Linked DNA regions of Sus scrofa: region 2 is linked to region 1. A link is a contact called in public HiChIP or PLAC-seq data. All regions are on one chromosome and are shown on one strand. The core of a region is the stretch at or near the end of the contact, and the rest is flanking DNA. Distances in the headings are between cores, read along the strand shown.

The links. HiChIP or PLAC-seq counts read pairs in DNA pulled down with a chosen protein or histone mark.
Region 2: an H3K27ac HiChIP or PLAC-seq map of skeletal muscle shows a contact between it and region 1. The contact joins the enhancer-like site here to the promoter of QKI in region 1. A contact is called at or near these places in 1 of 5 promoter capture datasets (liver), 14 of 47 Hi-C or Micro-C datasets (alveolar macrophages, brain, fetal heart ventricle and 7 more) and 2 of 2 datasets of contacts at active chromatin or transcription factors (alveolar macrophages and skeletal muscle).

What each region holds. Positions count from the first base shown.
Region 1 is chr1:4,880,037-4,886,042 of Sscrofa11.1, reverse strand. QKI (QKI, KH domain containing RNA binding) reads left to right here and starts at 2,802. Exons shown (of 8, transcript NM_001007195.1): 1 at 2,802-2,943. The coding sequence starts at 2,802.
Region 2 is chr1:4,945,228-4,951,233 of Sscrofa11.1, reverse strand. LOC110259878 (a long non-coding RNA gene) reads right to left here. Exons shown (of 2, transcript XR_002342280.1): 1 at 3,697-6,006; 2 at 960-1,544. Among named protein-coding and RNA genes, the nearest start is that of QKI, 65 kb to the right of the region's middle. Within about 2 kb of position 2,528, at least 27 of the 83 cell types and tissues checked have an H3K27ac peak or open chromatin away from gene starts, as enhancers often do. A contact at or near this core is called in alveolar macrophages, fetal skeletal muscle, liver and 3 more, where this site is marked.

The DNA of each region.
Region 1 (6,006 bases), core at 1,553-4,052:
GAAGCCGCAAAGTTGAAAGAGAAATTAAAGGAGATACACAGGTAGAACATTTAGCACAGGGCCTAGGAGCTTAATAAATAAGTGAAAAGACCAAGGAGGAGAGTGAACGTGTTACATTACAGAATCAAATGAGTAACTTAGTACCAAAACCACTTATTTTCCCAGGTACTCAAGAAGCATACCTTAATTAGTTTTCAAAGAAACAACAGATTTTTGTTCAAATTACTATTCCCTGCATTTATAAAATTCATCCTTCGATAGATATTAAGTAGGTGAATATATTACAATTTTACTAAGTGATGGATGTTAGTGAACTTAAACTATTTGAGAATTAAATGTTTTTAACTTTGTCTAGCAAAGCAATTCTATTTCCTTTATTAAAGTAGCTTAATTTTAAAAGTACTCTATGGTTTTTAAACGAACAGGCCAGAAGCTACTTGCCACTCAAGAATATTTGAAATTCATTTAGTAGTTTCAATACAACTCAAACAGTGTTCCTCAGAATCTGAAGCAAAACTACCAAAAACCCCAAAAAGCCAACTTAAGTTCTTACAGGTAAAACACTGTAGACATGAGATAGCTATTTCAGCTATGTGCCACTCATGGAATGGTCAGTTTGATATTAAATAATTTTGTCTCTATTATTAGTTGAACGTGTTATAAAGGGCTTGGAATAAAATGCAGATGCAGATTTGGTGGCTGACAAAATTCAGCAGTTTTCTGAACCGTAATTGCATTGTTGAGGTTCAGAAAATTCTTGCCCAAACAATATTTGAAATCTATTTTGATGCATGAAAAGACTCTTGCTCAACGTATGATTTCTTTTTCAACTTTGCAAATATGAGTGTTGACTTTCGCTTTTCCCACTAGGTACACGCTCCTTATTTCGCTTCTCCAACTAGGTACACGCTCCTTATTTCGCTTCTTTATTGCGGCTGCCTTTTATTACTGGATACTGATGCCATCACGAAGCGCTGATGCCATCACATCGCAAACAGCGTTCACGTTCTGCTCCCGACTCGGTCCAGCCGGTGCGCCCTCCTCACTGCAGCTGCTCTCAGAAGAGCGGGATGTCGCAACAGAGCGGACCCCAACCCCAGAGCGCGACCGCCGCTCCCACCCCCGCGGCCACCGCGACGGCGACGTCGTCGGGGCTGCAAGAGGAGCCCAAGCGGGACCCGCCGCTCCTCAGGCTCCATCCCGCCGTGTGGCTCCAGAGGCCGGAGGAGACCGGGGGGACATGAGGGTCGTCGTGCGGTCCCACCAACCACACAACCACAGTCCGAGCCCATCGTGAACACGTCCTGCGCAGGAGGACTCGGGGCAACACAATCGTTACAGCGTGGGGCAGGGAGCGAAGACCCCTCTACTTCCCCACCACCACCAAGGGTCCGACGGCCCGGCCGCTGCGCACAGGGCTCTCCGCACCAACACTCGGGGATCGGCCCCATCCTCGCTCTCCCCCTTCCCGCCGGCGCGCCCCCTCCCCCGCCCGCCCCACGCAGGCGCGCGGCAGGCCCCGCACCTCCCCCTTCGCTCGCGGGGCCCCAGCGGGGGCGGGGCGACCCTCGGAAGGGGCGTGGCCGCCGGCCTCGACGCACGCACGCGCTCTCGGACCTTACGGCTACGTGTCGGGCCACGTGACGCCCACCCCGAAAGTCCCCCGTGAAGCAACAGGACGTTAAAAAAAATTTTTTTTCGGGGTGGCGGGGAGGGTGGTTGGGAGGCTTTTAAAGAACCATAATAACGGGGGAGAGGATGGGGCCGTGCGGCGGCGAGCGCAGCCCTGGCGCGCCGTAGCCCGTCCCGCTGGAAATCCCTCTCACCAAACGCCACAGCCCGACCGCGCCCGCCAGACGAGCCGGCCGGCAGCGGGGAGCGCGAGGCGACGCGGCCCGCGCCCCCGCCCCAGTCGAAAGCACAGCCACCCGGCGCCCTCCCCCGTCCGTCGGCCCCGCAGCGGCCCCTCCCTCCGCTCCTGCTCGCCCGGGGCGCCCACCCCGGCGCCCAGGCCGGCTCGCCCCGCGCCGCCTCCGTCACGCTGCCCGCCGCCGGCCCTTCAGGCCGCCCACCCCGCCGGAGGGCGACGGCTCGGCGGCGGCGGCGCCTGGGCCGGGGGCTGCGGGGGGCGGCGGCGGCGGGAGGAGGAGCGCGCCGGCCGGGCCCCGCTAACGGCCGCCCTGCGCGGCCCCGCCCGCCGCCCGCCCCCGGCCCTCCCCGCGCCGCCGCCCCTCCCCCCGCGCCGCCGCCGCCGCCGCCGCTGGCAGCGCCGCCTGAACTGAGGCGAACTCCGCCGCCAAGTGAGTGAGGAGGAGGAGGAGGCGAGGAGGAGGAGGAAGAGGAGGAGCGGAGTCAGAGCGCGGCGGCAGCGGCAGAGGCGGCCGCGGCGGGGACCAGCCCAGAGAGACCCCGAGCCCGCGGCAGAGGCGGCGGCGGCGGCTGAGCGGGCGCGACCAGCCGAGCGAGCGGCGGCGGCCCGGCTCCTCCTCGTCCGGCGCCGAGCGGCCCGCGCCCGCACTCGGCCCGCGGAGACCCGCCTCCCGCCCGCCGGCCTCGTGAGGGACGCGCCGAGCCGGCGGCCGAGGAGCGGCGGCGGGCCGGGAGCGCGTCGGGCCGCGGGCGGAAAGTGCCTGCGGGGGCGGGGAGAGCGCGGCGAGCGCGCGGTCCGGCCGCCCCGGCGCCCGGCGCGGGAGCGGAGCGGAGCGGGACGCCGAGTCCCGAGCGGCCGGCGGCCGGGGCTCCCCGCCCCTCCCTCCTCTCCGGCGGCGGCGGCGGGCGGAGTGAGCTGCGGAGCCTGGAATATGGTCGGGGAAATGGAAACGAAGGAGAAGCCGAAGCCCACCCCAGATTACCTGATGCAGCTGATGAACGACAAGAAGCTCATGAGCAGCCTGCCCAACTTCTGCGGGATCTTCAACCACCTCGAGCGGCTGCTGGACGAAGGTGAGTCGCCTCGCCGGCCCCTCGGGCCCGCGCCCGGGCGGCGGCCCCTCTTCCCGGGACCCGACGCCCGCCGGAGTGGGGAGGGCGGGAAGGTCGCGGCCGGCGGGGACCGTGCGCCCGGGGACGGAGAGGCCCGGGCGGGGCGCACGGAGGCGGCGCCGAGGCCGGGCTCGCGGGGCGCGCCGGGGCCGGGGCGCGGGCGGGACCTGCGGGCGGGACGCCCCCCCCCCCCGGCCCCTGGGCCCCGGGTCCCGGCCCCCGCGCCCCGCCCGGGCCGGCCTGGGCGCCGGCGTCGGAGCGCTGGGGGAGCCTGCAGGCCGGCCCTGCTGCGCCCCGGCTCCCGGCCGCGCCTGCGAGCACCGCGACGGCCCGCAGCCTCGCGGGCCTCCGGGGGAGCGGCCCGGCCTGCCCGCCCCGCGCCCCGCGGGCGCCTGAAGGACACCGGCTCGGGGCCGCTCCCGAGGGGCCTTCCCGCGGGTCGCCGGCGCTTCCCCCACTGGGAGATGCCGTGGGGCTTTGGGTTTTTCGAAGTTTGCGTGGCTTGTGAGTACTCGAGGGGAGTAGCGTGGGCTCGCTAATTGAGAGGGGTTCCACAGCCGACCGAGAGTAACGCCGCTTCAGCCCGGGGCGAGGACCGAATGACAGCGGAAAGCACTTTTTGTCCTTTTGTTTGGGGAAGCGAGAACTGTTGGGGAGTTTAACTTCACTTCGGGGGGGGGTGTGAACGCGAAATACCGCGAGGACAAGTGTAAACGTAATCCCGAGTTTCAAAGAACTTCGGCGGAGAGCTTCTCCCGAGGACGCCGTTGCCTTAGTTTGCAAGACAGGAAATCAAGACGTTTGAAAGGGCGACGATAAAAACGAGTAAAAGTTTGCCAAAACGCTGTGTTGGTGGAGAGCTGTGAGGAGCGACGAATGTCGAGAAGATTAATTTTGACCCACTCTGGAATTACTTTAACAAGGTCTTGTAGCAGTGACCCGGAGTGTTAATTTCTGGTCGCTGTGCACGTCTGTGGACGCCGAGGGAAAAATATGACCAACAAAAATGTCTGTTTTGAAAGTCGAGTAGCAAGGAGTTTCTCTTTTCTGTGTAGAAGCATCCCCGGAGGACTGTTAAACGAAAACGGAAAAGTATATTTTATACAATGAACAATGGATTCCAGATTTTTCACAAGAATTTTGAGGAATTTTAACCATATAGAGCTGGAGAAAAAGGAATCTGAACATTAGAGAGTTGGGATGTCGCGAAAGAACAAAAGACCGGAAATGTCTCCGTGATAAAAGGTGGTTAAAGAAGAATCCCTGGAGCTTTTCTTGTTTTGAAAGTCACAGAAACAACTTAAAAGTACAGAACTGTTAGATTTTGTACTTTTTTGTACGAACCAAACTCGTACTGCGAACACATTTTTTTGCTTACGTGTGTTAAGTATACAGCTGTGGCCCATCTTGAAATGAGCTTTTTCCTAGTTGAAACAGCAAATTTGTTAATATCAAATTGTTCCGGAGAAAACTTGAGCTGCCCCTTTAAGGGATTCTGCTTTTCCTATTTGTGTTGGCATTTGAAAGATTGTGGAGGCAGAAAACTTTCTGGAATGTCAAAAAAAAAAAAAAAAAAAAAAAAAAAAGCTGGAACTCTTAAATTGAGTATTTCCAAATGTGGGCGCTAAGGGGCGCCAGTTATTTTTTTTTTAAACATGAGAAATGTTTGGAGCAAAATGTGGACCATAACTTAATAACCTGACCTATATTGCAACTTAAATCATAGATCATTTCCTTTGTCATTTTGTGTCCATATATGTATTTGAAAACATTGAAAACACTTTCTTTAAAACTGTTGGAAAAATTTTATCACATTGCTGAAGTAATACGCTATTTTTTTCTGGGCATATTTTGATGAAGGTTAAGTTTTACTAGTAGTAAAAATTTTTAAGATTTTTTTTTTTCCTTAAGCCCAGTTGTGTAGAAGGAATCCTTTATAGTAAATGAAAATTGACTACGTTAGAGTTAAATTGCATTCTTTAAATTAATATGTTGAATTTAATCAAACAGCATAGGAGATTATAAAAAAAGTTTAGAAATATTTTCACTTCATTTGTACTATTTGAAGTAAATAATTTGAGTTTGTCTGATTACTTCTAAAAGCCTTCTCGTTTGTACTTCCAAGTTCGTCTAAAATCTCTAAATGATAATTTGGAGTTCTGTGTTAAAAAGTTTCTAACCTTTGGCTTGATTTCTAATCTTCTAAATCTATAATTCCAATTATATTGTTATTTCTAATGAAGGTTTGTTCCATTTCTCTCTGGTTGGAAATAGTAACCATTTGAGTTTTAAATGTTGGACACCACATTTTTTCCCCTTTTAGTGGGGCTTAATCCATCTCTTGCCTTAGTCTATCATTTAGTCTTTTCAGCTCTTAAGGGTAAAGATTGCTTCTGTATGGTAGCAAGGATGTTTTAAAAAGGGACAGCATAATGCCTAGGAAGTTTGATTTTTTTTTTTTTTTATCAGACCCGTACAAACATGCAGGAAAAAGGGCTATTCCTTAGTGTGGAATAAGCTGCTTCCTATAATTGTTAGCTTTATTATAAACAATTTGACTTGAGAAGAATATTGGTTTCTGAAGTGCATCGCATTTTTTCTATTCTGGGTGATTTACTTTTGAAATTTGACAGGTTATGCTTTACCCCTTTGTGGCCTGTCGTTGTCCAAAACAAATTAATCATGACTTCTGTTTGTGGTTAAGAATTACAGTTTCCTTTGTCCATAGGATTGGCAGAAAAATTCTTTTTAAATATTTATAAAACTATAAATGTTGCTTAGTGATTAGTTTCATCAAGTTAAGATACTGTACTTGGTTACAGTAGATTTATCTTCTGATAAATGGAAGTTTTGAGTGAGTATCAATTCTATTTCAAAATTTCTTAGAAAGTAAGCTTTTAAAGAATTTGCTGGTCAGTTTGAGAGTTTTTATTTCTCTGGTTTACATTTAGGAGGTCTGTGTGCTACTTTGTTTTTTTTGATTAAAACTTGACTTTAGACAGCATTTTAATTTTATGCCAAGTT
Region 2 (6,006 bases), core at 1,279-3,778, 65 kb before region 1:
ATTAACTGGGAAGGGCCTGCAGGAACTTTGCGGGTGATGGGAATTTTCTGTATCTTGATGGAGGTTTGGGTTATACGAGTGTATGAATTCGTCAAAAGATGAGCAAATTTACACATAAAGTCTGTGTGTTTCTCTGTAAACTGCTTCTCTTTGCGGAACAAAAACAAAAACCCTGTAGCATGCTGGAGAGAAAGGGCTATGGTCCTTCCTGGAAAAGTTCTGGGAGGGAGACGGGGATCCAGCCACGTCCTGCAACACCGCAGTGTGGGGCGTGGACCGTCACGAGGCCCAGGTCTGGTGGGAAAACATTAGTGGACTCAGTGTCGGAACCCAAGGGCGGGACTTCTTAGAACTGAGAATCTTGAGACTGGTGAGGTCTCCAAAGGGCCCTGATGCGGGTGGCACTGCAGGCCCTGCCACACTTCCTCTCCCAGTGCCAGCTGTCACCAGAAAAGAGAGCGTTCATGTCTCAACTATCAGAAACCTTCAACTAGCATAAACCTCAGGGCTGCCAGGAGCATTCACAATCACCAAGTGTCACTTCGCACCCAATGCAGGACACCCCCCCTCAAGGCACCATCCCCATGCCCGGCAAGGCCTGCCCTGGGTGCACCAGATGTTCCATGTCTTCTGCTGGGGGGCACTTAGAAGTGCCTTCAATGCTTTCTATCCAAAAATGCTTAGCTTGACCTCGTCAGAGGCTCTACAGCCCCACTTTACAGGCAACACAGGGGACAGAAGGACGAACTAAACAATGTCACAAAGAAGCAATGGGACAAATCCAGGAGGTGAGGTGTCGCACAGTGTAATTGGCCCAAAATAAGTTGATACCCTAAAAAAAGGACAGTTATGAATTAAAGAGACTTAAGGAACATGACCACCTGTGAAAACGAATGGCCATGGATTTGTTATTGATTTGCACAAAATTACGGTAAATAACACACATTTTGAACATAGACTATTGATGAGAAGAAATTTAGTGAAGTAGAAAGGTAGAGATCATTGAATAAAGATATGAAACAATACACTCATTTTGTCTAATTTTAAGATTTTTTTTTTCGGGCCTCTAAGATATTCACAGCCAGGATCACTCAGTGATAAAAGGGTTTCTTCTTCTTTTGTGCTTGCTTCTATTTTCTAGATTTGCACCATGCATATGTACCACTCCATCTATTGTGGGTTGAATTGTGTTCCCCCCCAAAATTCACTGTGACTTTATTGGGAAATAGGGTCCTTGCCCATGTAATCAGTTAAGATGAGTCATCCTGGAGTAGCCTGGCCCTGAGCCGGTATCCCTGCTGTCCTCATAAAAAGGGGAAATGTGAACACACGCGGAGCATGCCAGCTCCGATGAAGGCGGAGATTGAAGCCGTCATCTCACAAGCCAGGGGGGGACTGGGAGAGCGCGGCCTCAGCGGGAAGCAGCGCAGCCCGCACCGTGTCTCCAACTTCTGCGCGCAGCACCCCGAGAAAGCAAATTGTGTTGTTTAAGCACCCCGGTCGTGGTACTTCAGTGCTGCAGCCAAAGGGAGGTGATGCAACATCTATAATAAGAAGAAAGGACTTAAACGCAGAAGTTAAAATAGCAAAGCCTGGGGCCCGGGTGGGGGGCGCCCGCCCTCACCGGTTCAGGAGCTTCTATTTCAAGGGCAAGAGGTTCCATTTTATAAACAGCTTGGACCAGAACTTTCTTCGTTACACTGCCTGCCCGGCCTTCCTGTCCGGGGAGCTCATGAGTCAGGCTCCTCTTGAGTCACCTCTGCTCCCCAGCAGCGCGGGGAAGAGGCTGCGCTCCCGGGAGCCTCCGGCAGCGGCCCTCACTGCTCCCCGAGGCCCGCCGCTGAGCCAGCGTGGTCCCGGTGCCCTCAAAGAGCCGCCGAGGCTATTCTTATAATGAAGCGCCTCATCCTCCCGTTACGTGGCCCAGAGGCCCGGCCAGAAACCTGAGCCGTCGGGGCCAGGAGATCAAAATAACTTCCAAGAATAACCCGGGCCGCGCTGCTCCCCGGGCGCCCCGCGGAAGCCCCGGCCGCCCCCGCTTCCTCCCGCGCTCCCCAGGAACGGGCCTATCATGTCCCACACGCTGAAATTCAATAAACTGGAACAATCGGAGGAAGTGTGGAGCTTTCTCCGCACCGGGACCCTGCTTATCAAAGTGACAAGATTGATTCAGTTGCTACAAACGTCCGAAGACTTCCTTTCCCAAAAGAAAGGCCGGGAGGAAGGTCATGTCCTTCGGCCACCTCCCCCGAGCCAGGCGCTGCATCTGCTTCTCTTCAAGCTGGTCCGGCAGGCGGCCCCCTTCCCAGCTCCTCTGTGCGTCCCTCCAGGGGGCGGGTGAAGGCAGCGGCCCTGTCACCTGCCTGGGAAGCGGCAGGGGAGGGAGGCACGTGGAGGGGAGACCCCAGCGAGAGAGGAAAGGGGCGGGGAGAAGAGGCAAAGGAGGGGGAGGCAAGGGCCCCTCCCCAGTGCCCGTGGTACCACCCTCTGCAGGGACCAGGCCCTCCAGCCAGGGCCCCCACCTGGGCTCCCCGCCTCCTCCGCTGCCCACCGAAGCCAGCACAGGCCCTCCCCTCCCTCCCCCGTGCCAGCCCTCAGAGTAGAGCACATTCTGAGCTAACTGTGTCGCTCCGAGTCCCGTCCCTGTCCCAGTCCTTGTCTGGGCTGCTCCCCTCAGGGAGTGACTGTCCCGTCCTTTTACAGGTGGTCAGGCAGAGCCTTCCCCCGACCTTGCTGAAGCCCCCAGCCCCTCTGCCCTGCACCCTGCGCCCTTCCCCTTGGAGGTGGCTAAGCTCACACCCCCTGCACTTCCCACAGAGCCCAGGTGAGCAGGGGGCACTGCCCAGCGGGCACTGAGGAAAGCTGCAGCCCGACCAGAAGCAGCATTGTGACATTAGAGCAGGTGTCCTCGGGTCTACCTCGGGGCCCCAGGGCCCTGCAGCCTCACCACAGGCCGCAGTCAGAGAAGCAGCCGCTGGACTGAAAGCCAGGCTCCCCCCTACCCGCCCCAGTCTGAGCCAGGACAGCACGACCGTGGGTCCCTCTGAAAAGAGGGGACGCATCAGAGTTTGGCCACCGCCGCTGGCGGAGGAAGAGGCTGCTCCAGGGGTAGATGGAGCTTCATAAACCTGAGACAGCCGGAAACAGCGCCTCCACCTGCACGACCCTGGGCCTCAGAGTCAGACTGTTTTTGAACAAAATGTGTCAAAGGGATGAGATCTTTTTCAAGAGCTACATGGACCCTCTCTTGACCGTCTCTGCTCTGGGAGGACGCCCTGACTTTCCTGCTCCCAGAAAGCCAAGAACCAGGCCCCAGACAAGGAGGACAAATAACTGCCTGAATGGGCTGCCTCATTTGTGTCCTTGGGAGACAAAGGGATAATCCAGGCCTAATTTAGACACAACTTCAGAATCCTTCTGAACACGACTGACCAGCCAGGGTTGCCTGTAAGCTGAAGCCTGCTTGCCCGGCAGGCTCCTGGTGAGAGGGACCCTCTGGTGCCCACCCACCAGCTGGCTGGGTCCTCTCGCAGGCACGCTCAGCGCCGTGGCCTGGACCCCTGCTTGCTCAGTACTCAGTTTCTCGAACTCTCTCTCCCACGGTCTGGCCGTGCAGAGCGCTGGGCTGGACCGTGGGATCCACACACTCCAGTCAGCAGCCTCCTCCAAACAGGCCGCCGCGAATGTCCACGGTACCTGGGTTACACGGAGCCGTGTCAGTCTGTCAGTCAGTGAGTCAGTCTACATCCTCTGAGCGCCTTCTAGAGAGATCCTGAACCCTGGCAGGGGAGGGGAGGCAGATCCTTTTCTTCAGCTAATGAAAACTACGACTTCCTGTCAGATGCATCGGCTACAAAAATAGAGGAAATGCAATGAAAACTCCTCCAGAAACAGTGTGTGTGCGGTATCACATGACACGCCGAGTGAACCAGTCAGGGCTGGTGGAGGCCATGCTCGGTCACACCTGAGGCTCCAGTGCCCCCCCAAACACATGCACTTCCCACTCTGCTTCTGTCCTATCAGTGGCCTGTGGTCCCCAAAGGGCCCGGGACTGGATGAAGAGGGCCGGCCGCCTCTGGCCTCCCCCACCCGTGAAAACGCCCTGTCCCCCAGTTTCCCACCATCTTGCCCTCGGCCCCATGGGTCTGAGAGTCGCTGGCCAGCGCCTAAACCAGTCACTGGCCATGGAGGGGAAAGAGGCCTCCGGGACCGGCTCAACCCCCAGGGGGCTTAAAGGGACAAAGGAATCGAGAAACCCCTGCTGGGAGGCCTCAACCTCGCCATCTGCCTGTGCACACAAGCTGCCCACGATTTCAGGGACCTCATGGACCCTTCTAGTCCCTCCAAAGACCACACACTAAGGTTCCTCCAGGGCCCACGGGCCAGACACCATGTCACCACGAGGTAGACACCCACGGTTCTCCCCTGGACAGGCACGGATCCTGCTGGGAGGGGACCCACAGGACCGGCCCTACGACGACGACCACAGGCGGCGTGAAAACAGCTGCTCCGGAGGCCAGAGGGAGGGAGGCGGCCTGGGCCACGTGGGGGAGCGGAGTGGATGTAAGAATGGACGGGGGTGCAGGCTGAGGCCAGGCAGGGAAGGCGTGGCCAGCAGGCATTCCAGACCCAGAAAAAGCCCGGCGAGTTCACATGACGGAGGGTTTGCAGCTGTGGTTACGGCTCAGCCACTGCGGGCCCACTGCTCTATTTGTACGGAGTCCCTTTTGATGACAGCGTGAGTTCTGAGAACAAAGCGCCCAGCTCGGGCTGTGTAACTGGAGCCCAGAGACAGAAATAGCTCCTCTTCACATGCACACGTAGGGCCTGATCTGAGGCTTTGACAAAGTGTTTTTGTCATTTATAAAACTCGGAGGGTTCCTCAAAAACTACAGAACCGGTGAATGACCAAACATTTCTGTTTGGTTGGTGCCATCATGTATAATATTCTTTTAGTTATCTGCTACTTTCGTAAGTGACTTTTGAAGCTGTTTTCACATCTAATAGAGAATGATTTCCCAAATTAAATGTCAGAGTGCTTATAATAATATGAAAGAGCGTCAGGGAACCAAACTCCAACCTTAAGAAGTAAAGTTTTCTTTAGAGAGACGTTTTCAGGTGTGTTGTCAACGGTATTTCTCAACTGAGCCAGGAAATGCCCCTCAGAGCTTGTTTGTGCCTTTACTGGGAGTCCCTGAATTGGATTTTATACCTAATATTGGTCACTCCATAAAATGAATCACGAGGAGTTATTGCTTCATAATAGAGTTATTTTACCATATTTATTAATAAAATAATACACATATAATTATATCCAAAACCCTCTACCAATATAAATGAATTGCATTTCTTCACAGCATCCTTTCATCTGTATCCATATATATTTATATATGATTTTTTTCAATACTTCTAGTTACTTCAATACATTGTATCCTACTGGACATCATTTTATATGTACTCCATTTTGTATACCCTCTGCTATTTTTAATCACCATATAATATCTCATAGAGCTACTATTCTATGACAAAGTGACTACTGCTGTATTATTAGATTTTTTTATTCTTATAATCTTAGCTACATGCCTTGTTATAAGTATAGCTTCCTCCTAACTTGAGTTAGTTCATTGCCAAGAACAGAATCAGGAGATCAAAATGTAGAATGTTACGGCTCTTGATAATATTTACCAAATTCTCTTCCAAAATAATAAACACACTTCTACCAGGAATTCCCGGATATTCCTAGTTCACCGTGGTTTCACCAGCGTCTCCATTATTATAATGGCAACCGAGATTTGCATTACCTTTTACTTCTTTACTAGTGAGTTTAATGAGGAAGGGATTTTTTTTTATCTGTAGTAGTCATTGAATTCATTCATTAACTGTTACTACCACCTCCGTAGGCTGTGACCACTTTTGACCGTTTTTTAGGATCCTTATATGCTTGGAGATTTGTAAGGACCCTATGCGTAGTTTGCTCCTTGAATCTCTGTGGTTTATTGCAAGTAT